Regions from separate parts of the Oryctolagus cuniculus genome. Here region 1 is linked to region 2. A link is a contact called in public Micro-C data. All regions are on one chromosome and are shown on one strand. Each heading gives the region's core, a stretch centred on a gene start, on an enhancer-like site or on the middle of the called end of the contact. The rest is flanking DNA. Distances are from core to core; before and after follow the strand shown.

Region 1 (7,373 bases), core at 1,797-4,296, 73 kb after region 2:
CACACATTGACAGAAGTACCCAAACAACAGTTGCTTGCACAAGGGAGGAATTTATTTTTGGTCTGTACAGTGTGCGTGGGCCCAGGATTTGAGACTGAGGTAACTACTGTGTTGTATCCTTATTATTCTGAAAGAAATATATGATCGTATTTCACGGGGATTTAGCCAGCACAACAACTGAGACCGTGATCTGCTAAAGAACATTAGAGCGAGACTTTGCTGATTTATTTAGTAGTATATATGTCAGTATGTGCCTGTCATCCACGAGGCCTTGGGAGACAGAGGGGAACAGAATGCCCTCTTCCCCAAGAGCTCCCACTTGGCCCTGGCTTTTAGAATCTTCTAGCATGAATGGAAGGCCTTTATGCTGCTAGACACAAAATTGTTCGCTCCTTGTTGGCAGAGACGGTGTCTGCAACTCTGGAGCCTGCACACAGCCTAGAACACGCCTTGTCAGAGTAGGGGCTTCGTGTACCCCTCTGAATAAATAGAGATTGGTTTTGCTAAATTCTTCGTGCTGGTAAAAGCCCAGATGTTCAGATTCTGGCCTATTGTGCTCTCTACTCAGGGAGCCAAGTGCACTGGGGGGAGAAGATGCAGGGGGACAGGACAGCTGAGAAGCAAAACAGGAGCTGTGACACGGAAGACCCACAAAGCGTGAAAGGCTCTCACCCCAGACAAAATAGGGGGTCTCTTAATAGTGCGTGATGATCAACTTCTTCCCTTGCAGACATCGACAGCCCCAAAAACCTGGTGACTGACCAGGTGACGGAGAACACGGCCACCGTCTCCTGGGACCCGGTGCAGGCCGACATCGATAGGTACATGGTGCGCTACACCTCTGCCGACGGCGAGACCAGGGAGTTTCCGGTGGGGAAGGACAAGACCAGCACTGTCCTGACGGGCCTGAGGCCGGGCGTGGAGTACACGGTGGACGTGTGGGCCCAGAAGGGGGCCCGGGGGAGCAAGAAGGCCAACACCAAGGCTCCCACAGGTAACAGGCAGCGTTCTTTGGAAACGTAAGATCTGTTGTGCTAAGCCTATGGCAGTTCACGTTTTGCTTTCTTCCTCCACATTGGCAGGTCATGGGGTGAGGAAAAGAGCAGATAATTAATCATTAATATTAATGAACCAGTAATTCATGTGGGTTTATTTGTTGCTGCGTCTGAGATCTGTGACTTTAGGTTCTGTAGACTGCTTGAGCAAAGTGTCAGTCTTCAGCAGACGTTTCATGAGCATCTGCTAAGAGAGTGATCAATACACTCGGGAAGGACTGTGAAGACTTACATATTGAAGTCTGAGATGTGTGTGAGATTCCTTGGTTAATCGAACGATTTGTTTATTGATTCCACCAATATTAACTGAGTGTCTGGATAGGCCAGGCACTGCGGGGAGAGGCAGTTTAGATGCAAGTCAGCGGCTCAGAATTGATCCGAGAGCATCCATCTGCTGTTCAGGCTGTGGTCATAGGGAGATTGCCTGGAGAGAAATGAAGGGGGGGCGGGATCGGACACCGCAACATGGGAGGTTGCTGACAAAGGACTGGTGCGGAGGAGGGGCCCACGAGTTAGGAGGGAAGTCAGTGGAGTGCGTGGTCATAGAAGCCAAGAGCGGAGAGTGTTTAGGGGAGACAGTGGATCAGTTCTCGAAGCTGCCACTGGGAAGCTGAGTGAAGGGAGGATGGCAGGTGTCCCTAGACATCTAGGGAGGTCCCTAGACAGCACGGAGGTTGCTGGCGACCTGGAGCAGCAGAGTTCACGGCGAGGTGCAGGATGGGTGCATGTGAGTGTGGTGAAGTTAAGGTGTGCAGGCTTCTCAGGATGGGTAATTAATTTGGGTGCAGAGAAACAGAAGGACACGGGGAGGGAGGAGAGAGCCGAGAGCTCGTCCGTCTGGGCCAGATGGTGGAGAAGCTGGCGATGCGGGAGAGATCGAGCAGATGAGAAGCTGTGAAGTCCTCGAGCAGGGGGAGGCCTCCAGACTCGGAACACAGCCTGCAAGGCGTCTAGGCTTGGTTTCCGTGCAGGAAGACGCGGGAGCGTGGACGAGACTGCGTTTCTCTGGGTCTCCATTCCCTTGGTTAGAAGTGAAGCCGATTGGCAGATAGAACTTCTCAGCCCTCAAATTCTGTGAAACAAAACAACTAGGAACCATGGGGGTCAGGAGAGAGACTGTTGCGATAGCAGCCTTGGGGGCTTAGCTTGTGGCTCGGGGAGACTTTGATTACTTTTGTGTAAACGGGAGGCTTCTCTATTGATAACCGTGGAGAAGGTCTGATTGCTTTGCACGCCCAGTGGTTTGTCCTCCACTGTCCGGCGGGCCTCTTACTCCTGTTTTAAGTGGGTTAATACCGTTCCTCACCATAACCGGAGTGGAGGGTGATTGGGTGTACGGATGCCCTGTCTTGGTTCTGAAGCCCAGTTTTGTCTAAATCTTTTAAAAAAGAAATCGACAGCCCCAAAAACCTGGTGACCAACTGGGTGACGGAGAACACGGCCACCGTGTCCTGGGACCCGGTGCGGGCCAACATCGACAGGTACGTGGTGCGCTACACCTCTGCCGACGGCGAGAGCAAGGAGGTGCCAGTGGGCAAGGAGCGGAGCAGCACCGTGCTCACGGGCCTGAGGCCGGGCGTGGAGTACACGGTCCACGTGTGGGCTAAGAAGGGGAGCCGGGACAGCAAGAAGGCCAACACCAAGGCCCTGACAGGTAACAGGGCAGGGCTGGGACCTGGGAACCTCCACACTTACTAGGGAAGTCTTTCTGCATGACTGGGTGGGGAGGGGAGCAGGCAGGGTGCTGGCTTCCTGCGAGGATGGTCATCGGCATGGTTCCCTTGGGCCTTGGAGCAGCGATGTGTTGCCGTGACCTTCAGAGTGTAGGGTAGTGGTGTGACAGATGAGCCTAGGAGGCTGCCCTCAGCCAGCTCTCAGGCCCTCTGCCCAGAGAGACAGGCAGGAGCCTCTTTGGTTTTCTTGTCTGGCAAGGGGCTGATGGTGGAACCATTCCTCCCTCCCATCCCCGGCTGATGCTTACAGGTGCCCGGGCCATGTGGATTCTGTGTGCGTGGGGGCCTTCCCTCCAACGCCGAGGCCATGAAATCAGGTCACACCTGGGAGTGCAGGAGGGACCTGCCCATCCCCCCTGGGTCCATGCAGCAAGTGTGGCCATGGAGTTACACGTGCCTTCAATTTCTTCATGATTTTTATTAATGAAAATTAGCCAGGATTTTTAATCCCCAAAGTCATCTATGCTTACGGGAAAAATCTTCAAACTGGAAAAAAGTATGTGGAGACGTTGCCCTGTTTCCCCGTTCCAGATGCCTTAGTCCCTAGCGTGGCTCTCCAGGGGCAGCCACTGACTGGGACCTCCTGCCTTCCCCTCCACTCCTTTCTCTGTTGCTCCTTCTCTCCTTTGCACTTTCTTTCCTCTCTTTCTTCTTTTTCTTTTTCTGATTGTAAAGACAACAATAATGAAGTTATCATCTTTCTACATTATTCTCAAACCAACCCCCACCCTCCACAACTGGGGATCCATAAGCAATCAAAGAGGTGGCAAAAGTGAGCTTTAGATACTTAAGTAGTTGCAGTCTTGCTTTGATTTTGCAAACAGGAAATTCAATTTTTCCGTGTGATGGGTAGAATCAAATCCATGCCAGATGTTATGCTTCAGAAAATCAAACCAAGCTGATATTACAGAAACTCAAAATTTGTCAAAACACCCTAATTCAAAACAACAGCTGTCTGATTTCTATTAAAATGCTGCAATTCAGTTCTCAACTGAAATGCTACTGCGGAGAAAATCGCTTGGAGACATCTCTTTGGGAACTTCTAAATTAAAATCACCGTCTATGGTGATTTCTTTTTCAAAGTGGAATTTTCCATTCATGTCTTATTTGGGTAAAAAAATGAGCCGCCTGACCAGCTGTTACGATGTTGATGAGTGTTTCCGCTGGGCGTCTCTGTCCTGGTCTATCATGCATTCTCACACACCCACAAGTTCCCTCTGCTCTTTGGGTAGGGAGCCATGGAGATTCTGGAAGGCTCTCTGCTGCCTCCCTCCCCCGGCTCACGTCCTTTAGACAAGTACTGCCCCCTCTCCTGTCCCTCTCCCGGACGTGCGTCTAGCGCCACACTCTTAGATGTGTATGAAATATGACTCTGTGTTCCTATGGTATGTAAGAGGCATAGCTTTATAATTCTCTATCAACTTACCCTCCATCATCAGCCCCTGTTCTGCACGTTGGTCAGAAATCTCAGTCCGTGTAGGGTCCTGTCTGCTCCTTGGAGCTGCAGGTGGGTCTTGGGTACTTTCCCAGCGCGAGCTGTGGGAGGCCCGTCTGCATTTCAGATGTCCTCCCAGGCAGCTGTTTGCTGAGTCATCCCGGTCTCCATGCGCGCAGCCTTCCAGATCTGTGCTCTCTCATCTTTCCACGTCAGCTGGGCAGCCCTGCCACCTGTGCGAACCCACGTGCTGCTGTAGACCGCTCTTATCCCCCCCCACCCCGGGAAGCTGCTGGGCAGGTGGGGGACCCATCAAAGCCCTGCTCCTTAGTCCTTGTCCTCAGCGAGTGTTCATGCACCAGAAAGGTCAGGAAGGCTGCTTGGCAAGGGAGAACGGGGCCTGCTGCCTGTTGGAAGGGAGGAAGAGACACGGGAAGTGGAGGGAGAAAATGCAGTCATTTTTCAGTCATCAAAAAGGCCCTTGCCTTGGTTGACCTGACGTTTTATGTACAGAAATTGACCCTCCGAAAAACTTCCGTCCGTTTGCTGTAACCCAGTCTGGCGGGGTCCTGACCTGGACGCCTCCCTTGGCTCAGATCGATGGCTACATACTCACCTACCAGCTCCCTAACGGCACGGTGAAGGTACTGCGACTCCCTTGTCTTTTCTCTTGGGCCTTCTCTTTGCAGCCTCGGAGTGGGGTCAGTCAACTTGATGGGTTGCACGGCCATCTGCTCGCTCAGTGGGCTCCTGTGCTCACCTGCCGTGTGCAGGGGACAGTGCTACACATGGTCATTTGTGAACCCTGTGGTCTCACACGAGGACAACCCTTAGTGGCTGTTCCCAGCTGACCAATGCATATTTGCTGGCTGTGTATCTGCAGCAGGTTAATTTGCTTACTGTTGGTCTCCCCTGATAAAAGGGAAGGGAATTTTTGCCTGTTTTGTTTATTGCTTTATGCCATTGCTCAAATCAGTGCGTGGCGCCTGTGAGCTACTCAGTAAATACTGAATGATCAGCTTCACCCTGTTTCAAAGGGTCTGTCTCCCCTTGCAATCTGAAGGCCAGCAACATTTTCAAAACTTTGTGCCAAAGGAAAATTATCATTTTTCTCTTCTCTGGCGAGGAAGAAAGAAGGAGGAGAGAAAAATGGGAGGGGTACTTTGATTATTCAGCATCTCAATTAATGCTTTTGGTGACCCAGCTAGGAAAGTCAGTCCTGTGTTTATAGGGGAAGTGACACAGGTTCAGAAAGAAGTTTACGGCAATACCAGCTATCACCGTGTCTCACAGACATCAGGGGCCAGTTTCACTCCCCCCTTTAACAACTCCTTAGCCTGCCAACCTCCTGCTGCCCATGGCGGCTGAAGTCTGTGCCCCATGTGAAAGTGGAAGTCCCAGGAACCCTGGCCAGTGCTCCTGAAGTGGCAGTGTTCTCGGCTGATGCGCCCGGTGATGCCAAATCTCCATGGCACGGCACTCCCGAGAAGTGACTGGGACTCCCGAGAATCCTGGGTTGCCACTGAGCCCTCAGAGAGCTTGTGCCGTCAACACCGGGCAGTGCTGTTGACATGTAGGGAGCCAGGGCTTGAGTCACCACCTGCCCTTCCTTTCCTGGTAGGAGGTGCAGTTGCGAAGAGGCGAGCAGAGGTTTGAGCTGCAAGACCTTGAGCATGGCGTCACCTACCCCGTCTCCTTGGTCGCCTTCAAGGGGGATCGCCGGAGCAAGACTGTCTCCGCCACCCTCTCCACAGGTACCCTGCACTCCTGCTCTCTGAGTGACAGCGCGGCAGACAGCACACGTGGGAGAAGCAGGGCCGGGTGTTCAGGGCGCTGCAAGTAGGTCAAGAGGTGGAGATTTTCTCAGCGGGGAGACATGAAAATAGGCTCCTGTCGCAGCAGAGAGACGGAAGAGGAGCCAAGTGTTACTTTGTGCCAAGTGTTACTTTGTGGGGGAGCTGGCTTGGGGGAAGAGGTGATGTGAACTTGACCTTAACCCTGGTGCATTCAGAGAGCTTGAGAGGAGCAGAGTGAGCGAGGAAGGAAGACGGGGGTGCAGAGTTACAGGAAGCAAGCTCGTGGGTGTTTATGAAAGCTTCCCACGGCCCTTCTAACGAACCCGTTCTGCTCGGCTCCCAGTTGACGCCAGGTTTCCACACCCTTCGGACTGCACTCAGGTTCAGCAGAACAGCAATGCCGCCAGTGGCCTCTACACCATCTACCTGAACGGCGACCCCAGCCGGCCCCTGCAGGTGTACTGTGACATGGACACGGATGGCGGCGGCTGGATAGTGAGTCACAGAGCCCCCCGCAGCCCCTGCAGTGCCTTCCCCTCCGTGGCTGCTCCATGGAGGGTTTGGGGGACTCTCTACTTGTCTGTGTCCAGGGGAATGGTTTGCAGCTGTTTCTAGGCAGATCCTAATCCACTGTAAGGAAGAGCCTTGTATATAACACCTGTTACAGACAGGCTTGGGTGGACTCAGGTGGGAAACTAGTGTTACAGACAGGCTTGGGTGGACTCGGGTGGGAAACTAGTGTTACAGACAGGCTTGGGTAGACTCGGGTGGGAAACTAGTGTTACAGACAGACTTGGGTAGACTCGGGTGGGAAACTAGTGTTAGACAGGCTTGGGTAGACTTGGGTGGGAAACTAGGAGGGCCTGTGGGTTTTTTTGCATCTAATGTATTACCTCTGCTCCACCCTCTACAAATCACTTTCATAAACATGACTCTCATGAGACTGGCACCGTGGCATAAGCTATTGTCTGTGATGCCAACATCCCATATGGGTGCTGGTTCAAGTCCCAGCTGCTCCACTTCCAATCCATCTCCCTGCTAATGCACCTGGGAAAGCAGTGGAAGAAGACCCAAATGCTTGGGCACATGAGCCCGGGGGGGGAGACCCAGAGGAAGCTCCTGGCTCCTGGCTTCAGATTGGCCCCACTCCAGCCTTTGCAGTCATTTGGAGGGTGAACCCGTGGATGGAAGATTTCTCTCTGTCTCTCCCTCTCTCTCTGTAACTCTGCCTTTCAAATAAATATACCCTTAAAAAATGACTCTCACCCACCAGTGTTAGAGCAAGAAAGGATTATTATTCCTGTTTTGTAGGTAGGAAAGTGAGGCTCACAGAGAGAAATGCCCTAGCTAGGTC
Region 2 (6,942 bases), core at 362-2,861:
AATGCTGCATTTTCAAAATCTGGTTTTATCTACGCTTAGTGTATATCCCAGTTTGGATGCTAAATTTTCCACTGTTAAGATGGAAAATGGAGGTCGGCGCCACAGCTCACTAGGCTAATCCTCCGCCTTGCGGCGCCGGCACACCGGGTTCTAGTCCCGGTCGGGACGCCGGATTCTGTCCCGGTTGCCCCTCTTCCAGGCCAGCTCTCTGCTGTGGCCCGGGAGTGCAGTGGAGGATGGCCCAAGTGCTTGGGCCCTGCACCCCATGGGAGACCAGGAGAAGCACCTGGCTCCTGCCTTCGGATCAGTGCGGTGCGCTGGCCACAGCGGCCATTGGAGGATGAACCAACGGCAAAGGAAGACCTTTCTCTCTGTCTCTCTCACTGTCCACTCTGCCTGTCAAAAAAAATAAATAAATAAATAAAAATAAATTTTAAAAAAAGGATATAGTTGGGAATGGACGGGAAGAATAGTGAGGAGAGTTGAAGTTCAGAGAAGTGAGAGGCCCAGACAGTTAGGTGTACTTGAGAGTAACGTTGTACAGACCATGGCATTCAAGCTGGGTAAGAAAGGAAGCCCAGAGACCAGAAGTGGAAAGTTGAGAGAGAGCCAGGAGACAGGCACGCAGTCCGGCCTCCTACATGGGCGGCAGAGGTGCACTGCCTTCCCAGTGCGTTTCAGGAAGCTCACTCGACAGGCGGCTCAGCCCCGGCGCCGGCACCAGCCCCTGCTTCTTACTTTGACGTGGATACCAGAACATGATTCATGACAGTGGGGTTGGCACTGCATTGCTGTTAGCACTGCCGCAGGTCAGCCCTCTGAGTTCTGAAGACCAGGCCTCAGCGACAAGACCCCACCGCTGCTCGCCAACACGGACACAGCTCCGGCAACGTCTCTCTCCCCTACATGGCCCGTTTTTCCTTTAATACACACACGTGCCGTTACTTCTGGCACGTGGAAACAGAGACTGCCTTCCTGGTCCCCCCCCCCCTCCGCTCAGTGACCCAGTCCCTCTCCCTCAGAGGCGTGCGGGGACTCGTGCCCCCAACTTCTTTCCTCTCCGTCTCCCCGGGACGCGTATGCCCCCATCGCCGAACCCGCTGGGGCCCAGGTGTAAACCCCAGCCGACGCCGAGCCCGACACCCGACCGTGAACTTGCCGCACCCTCCCGTCGCTCGCCTCCCGCCTCCCGCCGCCGGACGGCCCCTTCCGGTGTCCCCTGCACAGCCCACAACGCCCCAGCCTGGGAGCCCTCACTCCTCGGACCCTCTCCTCCCGCAGCCTCCAACGCAAGCCAGCTCGAGGCGCAACAACGGACACCGCCACCTCCATCTCCCCTGAGCCGCCGGAGCGGTGGCGGGAGAACCCCCGACTGGTCCGCCCAGGACAGCACCGACGGCAGAGCCCGAAGACTCGGGGGAGAAAGGCGTTCAGGGACAGGGCAGGGGTCGGGGTGCACGCCTAACCTGCCGGAACCGCCGCAGCACGCAGCCCACCACGGCCGCCGCCATGTTGTCCGCCGCGAACGTCAAACAACGGCAACTTTATTCACACGGCCGGATGCAGGGGGGCGGGGCGGTAGGCGGGGTTTGGGGTTTGAACTCTCGCGGTATTTCGGTGCCCTAGGAACCTAGGGGCGCGGCGCGGCGCGGCGCGGCGGTCGGGGTCCCGCTGTTGGGCTTTTTGTTCCGCTTCCGTCCGTTTTGTGCACTCTGTGGAGCCACCCACGACCCTGCTCACGTCCCTTTCTTCAGTGTCTCTGACCCTGCGCCCCTGTCGGCCGCTTCCGCCTCCTGGTCCCGCTGAGAACTGCGAGACACCTTGGCATCATGGCCTCCTCCTTCCTCGCTGTCTTCCTGGGTCTTGCGAGTCTGCCCCTGGGGTGAGGATGCTGGTGGCGCGAGGAAGACAGCTGCTGGCATGTTTGGGGTTCTACGTGCGCACGTGTGGGAAGAGGGCGCAGTCGGGTTTTCTGGGGAGGAGACATCACGGGTTCGAGTCCCGGTCATGGCAGCTCGCCTGGGAGGGCCCCTCCCGTGTGCCACCCCCGCGCCGGCGGGCGCCGTCGGGGAGGATGCGGGTCAGCCTGGGACGCAGCGTGGAGACGCCCTTGGGCCTGTTGCGCAGGAGCCCTCCGGGACGCGTCCGTCAAGGTTCAAGTTCACGGGAACACAGGAGGTGCACCGGGGTGGGGGTGGGGGTGGGGTCTGGCAGAAAGAGACGTCGGGAGACCCTGCCAAGGCAGGCCCCTGTGCCTCGCTCAGAGCCGTGACATGCCTGGCGTTCCCGCCCCACGCGGGGGTGCCGGCTCCACGCGCTGTGACCTTCCGCTTCCTGCCGGTAAAACCAGCTCCTGGGGCCGGCACTGTGGGGCAGTGAGTTCAGCCACCACCTGCAATGCCGTATCGGATACCCCAGGCTGCTCCTCTCCCATCCAGCTCCCTGCTGTGGCCTGGGAAAGCTGTGGAAGGTGGCCCAGGTCCTTGGGCCCCTGCGCCCGCGTGGGAGACCCGGGAAACTTCCCAGGTTTCTGGCCTTGGCCTGGCCCAGTCCTGACTACTGCAGCCATTTGCTAAATGAACCAGCAGAAGGAAGATGCCCCCTCACTTCCCTCCTCTTTCTGTAACTCTGCCTTTTTTTTTTTTATCTTTTAAGATTGATTGATTTAGGGCCGGCGCCGCGGCTCACTAGGCTAATCCTCCGCCTAGCGGCGCCGGCACACCGGGTTCTAGTCCTGGTCGGGGCGCCGGATTCTGTCCCGGTTGCCCCTCTTCCAGTCCAGCTCTCTGCTGTGGCCAGGGAGTGCAGTGGAGGATGGCCCAGGTGCTTGGGCCCTGCACCCCACGGGAGACCAGGAAAAGCACCTGGCTCCTGGCTCCTGCCATCGGATCAGCGCGGTGCGCCGGCCGCGGCGGCCATTGGAGGGTGAACCAACGGCAAAGGAAGACCTTTCTCTCTGTCTCTCTCTCTCTCACTGTCCACTCTGCCTGTCAAAAAAAAAAAAAAAAAAAAAAAAAAAAAAAAGATTGATTGATTTAAAAGTCGGAGTTACAGAGAGGCAGAGAGAGGCCTTCCATCTGCTGGTTCACTCCCCAAATGGCCACCATGGCCAGAGCAGAGCTGCTTTCGGGCCTCTTACGTGGGTGCAGGGAACCAAGCACTTGGGCCATCTTCTTCTGCTTTCCCAGGCCACAGCAGAGAGCTGGAGCGGAAGTGGAGCAGACGGGACTAGAACCGGCGCCCATATGGGATGCTGGCACTGCAGGCAGAAGTTTTACCCGCTACACCACAGTTCTGGTCCCAACTCTGCCTTTCCAGTTAAGCCAGTTCAAGTCCTAGGTGGTCCACTTATTATCTGGCTCTCTGCTATGGCCTGGGAAAGCAGTGGAAGATGGCCCAAGTCCTTGGGCCCCTGCACCCACATGGGGACCTGGAGGAAGCTCCTGGCTCCTGGCTTCAGCCTGGCCCGGCCCTGGCTGTTGTGGCCATTTGGGGTGTGAACCAGGGGATGGAAGACCTCTGTCTCTGTCTTTCCCTCTCTCTCTCTCTGTAACTCTACCTTTCAAAAAAATACTTTTTTAAATAGCACTGTTAGTTTCTAGGTTATGGTATCACAAATGAATTTTTTTAAAAATGAAAAAAACCTAAGAGCAGAGTCCTGACTAAAGCAATAAGAAATTAAGACTTCAGTGACGCTTGCTGCGTTTGGGTTTAGTCCCAAGTCATTCCTTCGCCCTTTTGTCTCCCTGTCTCTGGCTCCTCAGCACCTACCCTCAGAGCAGTGGCTTTCCCTTTGATGTGTAACCTGCACCAGATCCAGGCTCACTTATTGCCTTAACTTCTGTATTTTCAGGGAGGCTTAATAAAATTATTCTCTTTTCTTAGTTTCTTTTTTTTCTTTTTTTTTTCTTTATTTTTTGAGAGGCAGAGTTAGACAGTGAGAGAAAGAGAGACAGAGAAAGGGCTTCCTTTTGCCGTTGGTTCACCCCCCCAAGTGGCCGCTACAGCCGGCTCATTGCCAGGATCCAGGTGCTTCTTCCTGGTCTCCCACGGGGTGCAGGGCCCAAGCACTTGGGCCATCCTCCACTGCACTCCCTGGCCACAGCAGAGGGCTGTCCTGGAAGAGGGGCAACCAGGACAGAATCCAGCGCCCCAACCGGGACTAGAACCCGGTGTGCCGGTGCTGCAGGCGGAGGATTAGCCTAGTGAGCCGCGGCGCCGGCTCTTTTCTTAGTTTCTACAGGGGAAATGACAGGACGAGTTCGTCTGCAGCCTCTAGCCACACAGAATGAATATGTGCTTGGCAAGTGCTTGTCCCAGGAGTCTAGGTTGTCCAGGCTGAATGACCCTGGACTTGCCCACCCTCCCTCGCTGACCCCGAGAGGTTCAGGGTGATGCTCCCTGGGACAGGCTGCCCCCTCCTGGAGTTACGTGCTGTGCCCCACATTGGACACAAGATGGCAGTATTGCTATGTCTGTGCTCCACACCCAGCTGTCTCCTCACCGTGTTCCCACCCCGGGCTTAATGCACACTGTCCACACACACACACACACACACGCGTGGGATGATACGTCGCCTGTGGTCGGTGGTACCTATGTTTGACTTTGGAGCTCCTATTCTTTTTTTATTTATTTATTTATTTATTTTTTTATTTTTATTTTTTGGACAGGCAGAGTGGACAGTGAGAGAGAGAGAGACAGAGAGAAAGGTCTTCCTTTGCCGTTGGTTCACCCTCCAATGGCCGCCGCGGCCAGCGCGCTGCGGCCGGCGCACCGCGCTGATCCGGTGGCAGGAGCCAGGAGCCAGGTGCTTTTCCTGGTCTCCCATGGGGTGCAGGGCCCAAGCACCTGGGCCATCCTCCACTGCACTCCCTGACCACAGCAGAGGGCTGGCCTGGAAGAGGGGCAACCGGGACAGAATCCGGCGCCCCGACCGGGACTAGAACCCGGTGTGCCGGCGCCGCTAGGCGGAGGATTAGCCTAGTGAGCCGCGGCGCCGGCCCGGAGCTCCTATTCTTTATACAAGTCTCAGGCAGCGCTGGCTGTGGGACCCAGTGCAAAATGAACGCGGGGCTCCTTGTTCAAAAGGCAGGAGAGGGGCTGGCGCTGGGGCACAGTTCTAAGTGCAGCCGTGACTTTGACGCCAGCTTCCCACTTCAGAGTGCCAGTCTGAGTCCTGGCTGCTTCCCTTCCATCCAGCTCCCTGCCACTGCAGCTGGGAAGGCAACAGAAGATGCCCCAAGGTTGAGCCCCTGCCATGCATGTGGGGGACCCCGCTGGGGCGCCAGGCTCCTGGCTTCAGCCTGGCCCGGCTCCAGCTGCTGTGGCCGTTTGGGGGGAGCGAGAGTGGATGGGAGATCTCTCGCTGTGTCTGTCTCTCCCTCTCGAGTAAATACATTTTTTTTTCAAAACAGCAAGAACAAAGTGCTATTAAAGGCAGTGAAATAGGAAGCTTTTTCCTTTCTTCCTCAGGCTCTTGGCTTGTCATGGAGTTTTTCATTCGCGTTTAATGTCAGTCTAAGTAAAGAAACACAAAACCACTAAATTCAATTTTAAATCATTAGCATGAATTTTACCACTCGTTTTGATCCTGTGTGATGCCAGCTCACACAACTGTGGAAAACACTGTGATAGAGAATTAAGTCCTGCAGAATCAGTGAGGTGACACTGCTGATACCTCGCAGCTCACGCGTGCCCAGGCAGCCCATTCCGGGAAGACCGCACAGCGCTAACTCAGCGGCTTTTATTTCCTGTTCGTGCCCGTTCTGCCTACACCTCTACCTGTGACTTGCTGGAGAGTAAGGGAGGACGGAGTGAGGAAGCTCCGTTCCCCTCAGCAAGCCAGCGCCTACTTCCGCGCCGGGACCCGGTGCTGGTGGCTTCTCAGGGCTGCAGGGCCCCAGCTCACTCAGTCACGGGCACGACACGGTTGCCTTAGGCTTGATTTGGCTCTCACCAGCCTCCCTCACGTGGTGGATCCTGCGAATCCCAGGCCATCGAGGCATCCTTTGAAGGCAGCAGCGAGCAGCCGTTGCACGTACATCCCCGCTGTCCGTGCCTGGGCACCACCGTCCCATCGACTTCACTCCCAAGAGACAAGTGCAGAGAAAAAACTCATCATCGTCGCAACATAGTGATGGCAGAGCATTAAACCACGCATGGGGCTCTTCTGAACCGTAGGTCCTGTGGGATGTGAGGTGTCCTGGCACTCTGGTATCGGCCGTTTGCACACCCGTTTTCACAGTCCACGCCTACATCTGCAGTGGGCATTTTCATCCAGGGGCCAGAGCAGCTTAAGGCCACGCATGCCAACAACAGTGCCGGTGAGCATCCGTTGCTTCAGAAAACATTTACACAGAGACCCTGCTCTGCGCCAGGTACAGCTGCGGATCCTGGGCACGCAGCACTGCACACACGGAGCCCCTGTCCTCTCGGAGCTGAGACTCCGGGGGGATGAGGAAGAGCCACTTCTCAAAGCAATGCAGAGCAAAGCAGAGTGAAAGGTACAAAGGCTGAGAGGTGGGGTGTGCATTGTGTGTGTGTGTGTGTGTGTGTGTGTGTGTGTGTCAGAGCACCGGGGCTGTAGCTGGAGCCGAGCGAATAAGAAGCAGAGGGCAGATGAGGTCAGATCAGCGAGGGCTGAGGCCTTGTAGGGGCCTTGCTTTCCCATAAAAAACCTCATTCCGTTTGCCTCCTCTGCTCTACCATCTTTGTATCTGGATTCATAGGAACCAGGAACCTTGTTTTTTTTAAAAGCATCGAATGGAAGCATGTAATTTTAGTGCTTTCATCGTATTTTTATTTATTTTATTCTAAAGAGGAAATCTTCCATCTGCTGGTTCACTCTCCAAACACCTGTGATAGTGCCAGGCCGTCGCTGGCAGCCCAGAACTCTTCCAGGTCTCCCACGTGGGAGGCAGGGGCCCAAGTACTTGAGCCACC

The links. Hi-C and Micro-C count contacts between places; a contact is called where the count stands out from the background.
Region 1: a contact with region 2 is called in a Micro-C map of ear pinna, with 6 times the contacts expected there. The contact joins the enhancer-like site here to the promoter of MRPS14 in region 2. A contact is called at or near these places in 3 of 6 Hi-C or Micro-C datasets (ear pinna, skin fibroblasts and an unstated tissue).

The regions. Positions count from the first base shown.
Region 1 is chr7:3,428,980-3,436,352 of mOryCun1.1, forward strand. TNN (tenascin N) reads left to right here. Exons shown (of 20, transcript XM_002715032.5): 12 at 731-994; 13 at 2,446-2,709; 14 at 4,737-4,867; 15 at 5,845-5,977; 16 at 6,363-6,514. Among named protein-coding and RNA genes, the nearest start is that of TNN, 41 kb to the left of the region's middle. Within about 2 kb of position 3,047, at least 2 of the 8 cell types and tissues checked have an H3K27ac peak or open chromatin away from gene starts, as enhancers often do. A contact at or near this core is called in ear pinna, where this site is marked.
Region 2 is chr7:3,357,197-3,364,138 of mOryCun1.1, forward strand. It overlaps MRPS14 (mitochondrial ribosomal protein S14), which reads right to left and starts at 1,612. Exons shown (of 3, transcript XM_002715000.5): 1 at 1,467-1,612. The coding sequence starts at 1,511. It overlaps LOC108177625 (a long non-coding RNA gene), which reads left to right and starts at 1,744. Exons shown (of 3, transcript XR_011390243.1): 1 at 1,744-1,882.